3 separate regions of the Mus musculus genome follow, and all the other regions are linked to region 2. Evidence: chromatin contacts called from public promoter capture Hi-C data. All regions are on one chromosome and are shown on one strand. Each heading gives the region's core, a stretch centred on a gene start, on an enhancer-like site or on the middle of the called end of the contact. The rest is flanking DNA. Distances are from core to core; before and after follow the strand shown.

Region 1 (3,416 bases), core at 678-3,177, 420 kb before region 2:
TGATACCCAAGACTCAAATAGTACATAAATGCAAAGAATGTTTTATTCTAAAGAAGTTCAGCATGCTGGGATCTCCCATTACCAGAATAGAGAGACAACCAAGTGAGCTTGCAAGCCTGATTATTTTTTATCAGATATTTTCTTTATTTATATTTCAAATGTGGGCTGGAGAGATGGCTCAGCCATTAAAGGCTGGGCTCACAGCCAAAAATATATTTCAAATGTTATCCCCTTTCTCGGTCCCCACCTCCAAGAAACACTCTACCCCATCCCCATCCCCCTGCTTCTACGAGGATGTTCCTCTACCCCCATCCATCCACCCCACCTCCTCACCCTCGAATTCCCCTATACTGGGGCATCTATCTAGCCATCATAGGACCAAGGACCTCTCCACCCAATGAAGCCTGGGAGCAAGCCATTGTAGCAAGGCCATCCTCTGCTACATATGCAGCTGGAGCCATGGGTCTCTCCATGTGTATTCCTTGGAGCTGGGGGGGGGGGGGGACAGGGGAGGGGAAGGATGGTTCTGGTTGGTTGATATTGTTGTTCTTCCTATGAAGTTGCAAACCCCTTCAGCAAATTCAGTCCTTTCTCTAACTCCTTCATTGGTGACCCTGTGCTCTGTCCAATGGCTGAAAGCATCCTCCTCTGTATTTGTCAGGCACTGGCAGAGCCTCTCAAGAGACAGCTATATCAGGCTCCTTTCAGCAAGCACTTCTTGGCATCCACAATAGTGTCTGTGTTTGGTGACTGTATATGGGATGGATTCCTAGATGGGGCAGTCTCTGGATGGCCTTTCCTTCAGTCTCTGCTCCATACTTTGTCTCCATTTTTGCTCCTGTCAGTATTTTGTTCCCCTTTCTAAGAAGGACCAAAGCATCCACACTTTGGTCTTCCTTCTTCTTGAGCTTCAAGTGGTCTGCGTTTAAAGCACATTAGGGAATTCTGGGGTTGGTGGCCTCTATGTTAATCTGTTGGGTCCATCTCTATGGACAGTCCATTACCAGGCTGTGGGGGCTGGAAATTTGGCTTGCCGAGGTCAGGGGAGGGGATGGGTCTGGAAACTGCTGCTAACCCATTGTCCTTGCCTCAGGCCAGGTGGCAGACAGCTTCTGAGGCCTGGACAGGCCTGGAATTACCCAGTTCTTGGAAACCCAGATTTAGACCTAGGCTCCTAGACTGCCAATTTGAAGCCTGTCATGGAATCAGCTTAGCCTTCTCAATACCACCACACCCAGTTCTGCTTAATTTTGGTTATAACTGAAACAATCTTAATCAGCTGAATAAAAATCATGTTTCTGTGATTTTAAAAGTCATAGCATTAACCATTGGAAGAAATAGAGGGAATTGAAATACACATGAACTCCACAACATTGGCTACATAAATATTCCCAGCCCTGGTATGACCCTCAGAACTATCGAAGGAATAGCCCCAGCCCCCTCAACTATTTTGATCCTTTATGGGAGCATATAAGATGCCCTTTTGCCAAACAGATATGATTTCTGGAGAAAGCAGATATCCTAGATAAAGATTCATTCATGAATCTGCTCTCTGCCCACTACAATGCTAGAAGACACAATATCTCAACTTCTTTCCCCATAGGCTTTGCTCAAGCAATTCTATTAGGAATCACTGTCTTAACACTAATTGAACATACTTTATCACAGAACACACACTTGCAAGTCTCTACTTACCGGTTTCTGTTGAATTGAGTTATGATTTTCTTCCCAGGCTCAATGCTTTCTCTGCTCATTCTAAGTGGAATTAGTCACTACCTAGATCTCGCTACTCCTAACTCACACAGAGTCATCCCCCTGTTGTTTCCTCTTCCCCTTCTGCCACTTGCACACCATAATCTCTCTAAAGTCTTCCTTCTTAGCTCTCACTTAGAGTTAATGACTAACAAGGATTCTTGCCTTGCCTGGAAATCTTCCTAAGCCGGGTTTCATTAGGATTCACTGTGAATTTGTGTTCTGTATCCCTAATGAGCTTAGTTCCAAGTCTTTTTATGAAAAAGCTCTTGTCTGGAAATCTCCAAACATCTCTCTCAAGCAATAAAGACGTGGAATAGCACTTCTTGCTTTGTGAATTGACAAATGTGAAAACAGGAAGCTTCACCAATTCCCCCAAAGTTACCCATTAAATAATTTTCTAATAGAACAATTAAAAGACATTAGAGGTTGTTTCAGTGGCATTGCTTATGATGTCTGTTAAAGAAATTCCCATTATAGAAAATGCCAGATGGTTGCTGGGTGTGGAAGAGGAGAGGAGTGGGAGTGGGTATGTTCTCAGTGACAGTAGTCACTTGGTATGTTATGTGTCCCAAAGAAACAGATTTCACAGGTGTGGGAGGAGGATCAGAGAAGGAAATGGGGGTGAAAATGACCAGCACATTATATACATCTATGAAACTGTCAAAAGAATGTAAGTAAAAATAGAAAATATTATTTCAAAAATTAAAAATACCACAAAAGTGACATAAAACAGAGAGAAATAGGCACCCACAAGCCACACTAACGAGACGCATACATGGCCAATCTTTAATCTGGATCAAAGTAAAGTCTTCAATCTATAATGTTGTTTGCTTTGGGACTGGCTTAGTTTTAGTGCTGGTGATCAAAGCCAGGGGCCATACATGCTCCCTCCATGGCTTACATGGAGCCAAATTATGAGCTTTAGCATAGGGGTTAGGAGAAGGAAAGGGGACACACTGAGCTCAGGCCAGACCATAGCTGACAGAAAGAAAAAAGAAAGCACTTATTGAGTACCTACTATGATAAACATCTGCATAGCTATTCTGTTCACGTGTCATCTCAGTTAACCCTTAGAAAAATCTTAAGAGCTGGGTGGTGGTGGCATATGCCTTTAATCCCAGCACTCGGGAGGCAGAAGCAGGTGTATTTCTTGTCATGCCCTCTGGTTGGATCAGCTTGACAGACTGAAAAAGTCTGTAAGCACTCAATGAGAAAAAGAGTTTTAAGGAAGCTCACCTTTTGGAGTTTTGGCGTTTTTATTTACCCATATACTCATACTCTATTCCCGCGTTAGTCTGGTGTATGGATCTATGAGCTCTCTTTTAATATTTTATTATAAATGCCTTTTAAGATTAAATTTTGTTATAGTTAAGTCTCCCCATTGTTCTAAGGTCAAAGAAGCCTGCAAGCTTTAAATTCTAGCTTGAAATCTGGCAGGAATGCAGTAAGGAAGTTTACCTATTCAGTAACTAATTAAGCATTACAAAAGACAGAGCCAGTAGCTCAGAGCTGGTCTACCAAGGGCAGTAGCAATTTTCACCAAAACTGGGGAATGATAGAGCCAGGAAATCCCATGGAAATAGAAATCTTTATTACAGGCTATATTACATAACAGAAGCAAGTTGGTGGATTCTCCTGACAAGTGGAGATTTTCTAGATAC
Region 2 (3,638 bases), core at 33-2,532:
CTATATCTAATACATAACCCATCTTTGATAGTTGTCCTCTGACATAAAGAGACATCTCAGAGTTTTTCGCAGACATTTTTCTATGAAATAATGACACCTATTCTGGTTCCTGGAAGGAATAATTCTAAGAGAAGACAATTGACAAGAAGTCTAGGCGAGGCTCTGGCCCAAGGCATGATAAAAATGCAATACCTCAGTTCAGGAGGAGATCAAGGCCACACTGTTAAGTCAACACTCTAAGGGATGGGGAATATTTTTCTTGGGGAGATAAGGTAGGGGAAGGCATTCAGGATGCTGTTCCAAGTGAGCACCTGTTTCAATGCTAGGTCTAAATGAAGACCAAATGCCGAGTGGCCAGCACAGAACACAGGCATTGCCAGCAGGCAAGCACAGGGCCATGCAATACAAACAAGAACAGTGGTCATTGTTCTGATGAAACGGGACCTTTGAAGCCAGATTCTGGCCTGACTGAATGGCAGAGGCTTTGCCAGCCCAGAAGACCTGGAGAGCAGTACCCAGCTGTAGTTCTGTATGCTCGCTCACTGGTGCCTTTGGCTTGATTCAGAAGAAACTCTCTCTGTTTGTTCTAGCAACCTGTAGTTGTGGTTGGGGTATGGAGGAAATGGGATTTCTACCCTCTTGAGTCTTCTAGAGAAAGTGCTCCCCATTGATTCTGGTGGAGCTTGGGTTGCTGCAGACTTCTTCAATGAGGATAATGAGGATGGCCTGGGATGTGTTAGAAAGGCTAAAGAAAGATACCTTAGTATAGTGATAGAATGAAGGGTCAGCATAACCTGGAGGCAAAAAGGTCCCTACCATGGAAAGAAAGTATGTGAATTACAAGCATGGTACAAATCTATGTCTTTCAGAGCCCTGGTTTTTCTATTTGTATTTTTGTCTGTGGCTTTGATAACACAGCTGTCTAAAAAATGTTTCTCCACCTGATTATTACAATAGATTTAATTCCAGAACACGACTGTTACATAACAAAGAATCAATAGGTTGGAGGGGAAATAAAAAAGTCACACAGTTTTAAGCTTTGTGTCCCTTTGTTTGCAGGGAGTCAGGCATAAATGAGCATTTGCTGCTGGGCTATTCTAGGGCATGGCTCATATCCTGTGCCTTGGGCATGACAGAGTCTGTGTTTATCTTTTATTACCTGCTGGATCCCCCTGGAAAGAACCTCCTGGAATTCATCATTCACTGCCTTTGTAAGAAGTCTACATATAAATGCACCCTGAAGCCATTGCTGAAGGGAGTGTGGATGCCACGGCTGATTTATGTAAGAAACAGTTGACATGACCGACGAAGGGGACCTCGCACAGGAGGTAGGAAGCTAAGAATCAAAATAGTATTTCCCAAAATATCGACAGTGAAGGTTTTGATGACTGCAACTTTTCTGAGCATCAGTGGGAATGAGGGCACGGTGGGTTGACGTGTATGCTTTCGGGAAGTTTGTGAAGAAGTGTCCTGTTTCGCACAGTCAGTTTTTAACAACTGAACACCTTGGAGCTTGCATCTAGTGAAGTGTGCTTAGTTTGAGCAATCACTTACAGTAACTTCATTAGGCACCAGGGTTTAGAAGAATAAACACACCATAAAATTTTATTTCAATCTTGGTTACTAATGAGAGAATAGTCTGTGTGTCTTAAAGCTTATTTTGTCACATTCTTAGTCTTTGTAAGAATGGCTTTGGGGTTAAATGATTAAAGGGGTTAAATGATTAAAGGTGAGAAGTAACTGTGTGTGTGTTTGTGTGTGTATGTGAATGTGTGTGTGTGTGTGTGTGTGTGTGTGTGTGTGAATTTTGTTGAAACCCATTACGTGTTAGGCAGTGATAGAACTCAATGAGTCAGGAACATAGTAAAGAAACCAGTTGTGAACATGCTTCATTTAGGACCATTTCTTCATGTGTATGGAACCAAATCTTTAGCACTGTATTTTCAACAAAACATTTTTGGAAATATTACAGTGTGTCTTTGGAATTAAGTTTCTGTTAAGAAGAATGAAGCTTTTCTGTAAGCTAAATTAAGGAAATCTAATTTGAGAAACAGACCTACTATGTGTAAAGTGCCTGAGATGATGACATAGAGAGAACAGACAGGATCTGTGCTTTCCCATCCAGTGAAAGAAGAGATAAAGTCGGTGTGAGAACTGTGCATGCTCTACACATGATGAATATGAGCAGTGGGCTTTGGGACAGAGATGGGGATGAATCTACTTTCTACACAGAAACCGGCCAAAGCTGTGCAAAGCAGGGAGAGTCACTGAGTAGGACCCTGCAGTGTCATGCCATGGGAAGAAAACGCCGAGTTTGGGTGTGTACTTGTAGAGAACATGTTTCTCTGAAAGTGAATTTTACATGGTGGTTCAGGAAAAGTGAGTGGGACTGACACAAATAGCATCAGCTTCTGGACACATTCATTCTTACATTTCACTTCCCTAGGCAGGAGCTTCATGCTCTGCTCTAAGTCTGGAGAGGCACCGTGTTTCCCACCCCAGCTCTCACTATTTTGGTTTAAGAGTCTAGTTTCAGCTTCTATGGAAAGTATTATGACCTACACAATAGAAAGTGTCTAGAACACATGTTGATTGGTTAATCTTAGGAAGATCAAAATCAGCAACACAGTTTTATTGTTTGGTTTTCAAGAAAGGGTTTCTCTGTGTAGCCCTGGCTATCCTGGAACTCATAGACCGGGCTGGCCCCGAACTCAGAGAGATTCACCTGTCTCTGCCTCTTGAGTGCAGGCATGAAAGGCATGTGCCACTGTTGATTGGTTGCAATATGATTTTAAAGCACAGTTTTTAAGAGACAACCTTTCTTTGTGAAAACACACACTCACCATTTTTCCTTTCTCTTTCTCAGAGATAACTATGTAGCTCAGGATAGCCTCATATTTTGCACTATTCTTCTTACAGTGTCTCAGTAGTGAGATTACAGGCATGCATCACTAGGCTGGACTTTGAAAAATCCTTGGCAATTTGGATAGAAGGTCTTATTTCATAAACACAATAAAGCGCCACCACCCTATAGCAGAACATATAATCTTCACTGAAAAGCCCTTGTTCATTGTTTCAGATGTGTGATTATAATCTGAGGAAGAGAAAGAAATCTGAGAAGGGGACAAAAGACAGAGGGTGACATTCTTTTTTCTGTTAAGTAAGGGTTAGAGCAGGGCAGGCTTTTGCCTCCCCACTAGACACTTGACATGAGCAGCAGCATGAAGTCAAACCAAAGCACGGCAGCTGAACAAAGCCTCCACCAGTTTGGATGGGCAGATGGTGTGTGTGCAGGAATCCCTTAGGGTGGATTCTTCCCCAACCCAAACACACTCTGCCAGGATTGTCAGTGACACAGACTGTTATTAGTCTTAGTTTTTGGTGCCAAGAAGCCACACATTCAGCCAAATTCTTAGCAGTTGTGATCAGAAAAAAACATCAAAAACATGATTTTGTTTCTTTGTGTGCTACATACCTTTGCACAATTGCACATGTCTATTTTTAGCCATTAAAGACAATATTTCAGTTATTTAGTTAGTATGCTATCTCTCTCTCTCTCTCTCTCTCTCTCTCTCTCTCTCTCTAATTATAGGCTGGAACACCTTCTCTTATAACATTTTAAGAGCTCCTGTGGATTA
Region 3 (3,677 bases), core at 154-2,653, 390 kb before region 2:
AGTTATTATGGCATAGGGGAAACACAAAATTAAAAATATTTCAGGCTCAGGTCTTATGGTTGTGCTTATGGTGTAATTTACTTGTTCCCTATTTATATTTATTTAGGATAACTCAAACATTTTAATGTTCTAGATTAAAATACGGGAAAGTCTGTTGAAATTTACATTTATGTTTTAAAATATAGCTATTTTAATTTTCAAATATATTCACCTACACCTGTTAACTCAAAGGATCTGCTTCAATACTTCACTCATCCAGGGACCTGGGCATGAATGGAAGCTCTGAAGAGGTGGTTGTATTAGTCAGGGCTGATAGTGTGTGTGTGTGTGTGTGTGTGTGTGTGTGTGTGTGTGTGTGTGTGTGTTACAGGCTGTGGTCTGGGTACTCCAACAATGACTGTCTCCTGATGGAAACGTCAATAATCTGGTAGTTGTTCAATCCACAAGACTGGCTGTCTCAGTCCCAATGTAGGGATTGAGTCCATCAGGATTCCTAGAGAGGGGCTTGTCTTCTGTCTCCACTGCAATCCCATAGAAGTAGGTTCTAATCCCAGCAAAGGAATGCCTCCAGTTAGATGAACTTCGCAGAAAAGAGTGGGGACAAGCAGGTAAAAGCATGAGCATCCTTCTTCTGTGTCCTTCTATATGGGTTGCTGATGAACACCAGCTCCAACAATGTGTTCAGAGGTCCCAGGAAGTGATGTGGAGTTGGAGGCAATGTAAAGCAGGCACACACTCACATACACTGGTGGATGAAGCAAGCTCCAATGAACAAGCTCCTACAACTTTACACATACATAAACACATACGTACATGCATACATACATACATACACACATACACTCATACACATTCACACATTGCGTGGATGAAGCAAAGTTTGAACCACGTTACACGCATACACATACATGCATTTTGTGGATGGATGGAGCAGAGTTCCAATGATCAAGTTCCAACCATTTTACACACATACACATATATACACATATACATATATACACATAAACACATTTGATGAATGGAGAGAGCTTCAACAAACTTCTCAAATATACATATACATTACATATACAAATATAAATGCATATACATTTGCATATATATATATAGTTGGTAGATGGAGCAAGCTCCAATGAGCAGGCTCCAACTCATTTTTTTTTGCATAGCCTGTTTATAGCACCTAAGACAAAGTTCTCTGTGTAAGAAAAAGATTACCTCATAGCCACAAGTCACATATTCTCTATAAAATGTCACCACAACAAAATCATATTATTCAAAAACAGATTAAAATCATTACACAAAATGAAATTATAATAGGACTATTGATTATGCAGTTCTCTTTCAAAACCCATACCTAACTAAACATTTTCCAGCTATCTTTCTCTCCACAAGTTCATCATAACACCAATCCAATAATTTTTTGTCACTGATTAACAAGGTTTAAACAAGCCAGTCTATAGTAGGAATTTTTCCTATGCTTACCTGACAACAATTTTTATTTACCAAGAAACAGATCATCGTCTATCTTATGTCTTATTAAATCTTGTTAAGTTAACTGGCTAGGCATCTATTCTCTATTCCTATAATAGAATTATTTTCTCTTTGTTCATAATTCTGTCTTTTCCTGGTGCACACCAAAACCGATGGCCACATCCCTAGATCAGAAAATTCAGAAACTCAGCCCCAACCTAGAATGAATGTTTTCTTTAATTATTAACTTCTCCCAACCCTATTTTTCTCTTCCAAGGACAATTACGTGCTTGTAGCTCATGAAAGCTCACTGCGCTCCTTTTCTAGCCTATGCAGCCCTCACTATTCTACGGGGGGGGGGGGCACGTTCTACCTTAGTTCTAAGTTTATTATATGCTTCTGCAAATCAACATAAACCATCTCCTTAAACTCTCTATCAAACTCTAACGTCCTAAAACTATTTACATCAAACATTAATTCATCCAAATAGTATTATTTTATGAAAGTTCATCTTCATATTGATCTACAGGGAAATGGCCCAATAGAGTGGGCTGTCTCCCAAGAAGCTCACTTGCCCACTGCAGCTCTTTCTGCATGGCGTCCACCAGGCTGTTACCAGAAAGTTTGGCCCAGACTTAGGATGGAACTTTGGACTTCAAATTATCCAATCAAGAAAATCCCTCAGAGTCATGCCCTACTGCTTGGGTCTTAGTTGATTCCAGATGTAGTCAAGGTGACAACCAGGATTAGGCAGGACAGCTGTCATCTTTCCCCAGCACATGGTTACTACACCAACACCACGTTTCCCTATGCTGAAGCTTTGTCATCTATTTATAGGTGTCCTCACACCTATACCCCGTGCCCCTATACACAGCTCACCCTTTTAAACCAAAGGAAAGCTCAGACCATGTAACAACCGAATTTCTAGAATATGTGTGAGAACAGGAGAGATGATATGAAGAACAATTGATTAAAGATAATATGAATTTGGAGATTGGAGTAATGAGTCAAGTGTTAAAGCTCTTACTGTTCTCACAAAGAACCCGAGTTTGATTCCTGGCACCCTTGTTGAGCTCAGAACTGCCTATAATTCCAGTTCCAGGAAATCCAATTCCCTCTCTGGCTTCAGTCAATGCTCACATACACTGCACATAACCCACACACAGACATATAAAAAATAAATATTTATACTAACCCAGCTTTGCTTGCTGGATTGACATATGTCCCTTTCAAATGGATACTACTCAGTTAGCACCTGTGATTTGGTGATTCTTGGTGGTCTGAAGTGTAGGTGACACATACAAATAACTATTCAAGTCTGCATTAATCAACATTCATTCCATTAAATTGACTTACTCAATGACTTAATATATTGTGTATAGCACTTCCAAATGCCCTGACAGAATACACAATAAGAAAAGTATATGCTTTACAAACAACTAAGACAGATGTAGAAAAATATGCTGCCTTGCTACCAAGGAAGAAGTGAAAGAAAAATAAAGAAGAGACAAAAGGGAAGAGAGAGACAGAGATTGAAAAATGAAGAAGAGAACAGAAGCTGACCATGATAACACCCTGTAGTAATCTCAATACCTAGGAGACTGAGATAGGAAAGTTAGAAGCCAGCCTAAAGTCTATAGCAAATTTAGAATGAAAGATGGTGTGCATTGAATCTAACAATATCTCTGGCCTTTTGGAAGGCCCAGGTAAAACATAAAATGTTGCTACAAAATCATCATCTAAGAAAAGAAAATACACCCATCCTTGCACCAAAGACAGAACTAATCCTGGCTCTGAACTTTAACTAAAATGCAATAAGCAAGCTTAATTTTCAAATAAGAAATTTAGCAATACATGTTATCTTTAAGGACCAACTTTTTATAAGTGAGATAGTACATATTTGGACATTTTTATGTTGATTAGATAATAAACACTAAGGGCATAGCATTAAGTCACAATTCTGTAAATCTATGTCACAAGATAATTGATAAAGTAAATCCTAACCTGACATATTATCGGAGTAACTGTTCTCTAGGGAAATCATTTAATGTTTTTATTAGAATGTTATTCTTGGATGTTAATTGTGTCAGCCAAGTTTTTGCATCGAAATAAAAAGAGTCCCAATTATTGAAAGGATTGCACATGGTTTGTTTTCCAGGCTTCTGGTGAGTTACTATAAACATTAGAAAGTTTAACTTAGCACCTGTTCA

Evidence for each region. Promoter capture Hi-C pulls out the DNA fragments that hold promoters and counts their contacts.
Region 1: a contact with region 2 is called in a promoter capture Hi-C map of hippocampal neurons, with 4 times the contacts expected there. The contact joins the enhancer-like site here to the promoter of Lgsn in region 2. A contact is called at or near these places in 17 of 39 promoter capture datasets (the 3T3-L1 cell line, 3T3-L1-derived adipocytes, the C10 cell line and 11 more) and 4 of 9 other capture datasets (adipose tissue, liver, macrophages and 1 more).
Region 3: a promoter capture Hi-C map of liver shows a contact between it and region 2. The contact joins the enhancer-like site here to the promoter of Lgsn in region 2. A contact is called at or near these places in 20 of 39 promoter capture datasets (the 3T3-L1 cell line, 3T3-L1-derived adipocytes, the C10 cell line and 12 more), 4 of 484 Hi-C or Micro-C datasets (the 3T3-L1 cell line, cortical neurons, embryonic stem cells and 1 more) and 3 of 9 other capture datasets (adipose tissue, liver and macrophages).

The regions. Positions count from the first base shown.
Region 1 is chr1:30,753,739-30,757,154 of GRCm38.p6, forward strand. No RefSeq gene overlaps it. Among named protein-coding and RNA genes, the nearest start is that of Gm39615, 55 kb to the left of the region's middle. Within about 2 kb of position 1,928, at least 6 of the 459 cell types and tissues checked have an H3K27ac peak or open chromatin away from gene starts, as enhancers often do. A contact at or near this core is called in hippocampal neurons, where this site is marked.
Region 2 is chr1:31,175,153-31,178,790 of GRCm38.p6, forward strand. It overlaps Lgsn (lengsin, lens protein with glutamine synthetase domain), which reads left to right and starts at 1,283. Exons shown (of 5, transcript NM_153601.1): 1 at 1,283-1,328. The coding sequence starts at 1,299. The region is part of intron 2 of 4931428L18Rik (RIKEN cDNA 4931428L18 gene); the gene reads right to left.
Region 3 is chr1:30,782,203-30,785,879 of GRCm38.p6, forward strand. No RefSeq gene overlaps it. Among named protein-coding and RNA genes, the nearest start is that of Phf3, 79 kb to the right of the region's middle. Within about 2 kb of position 1,404, at least 2 of the 459 cell types and tissues checked have an H3K27ac peak or open chromatin away from gene starts, as enhancers often do. A contact at or near this core is called in liver, where this site is marked.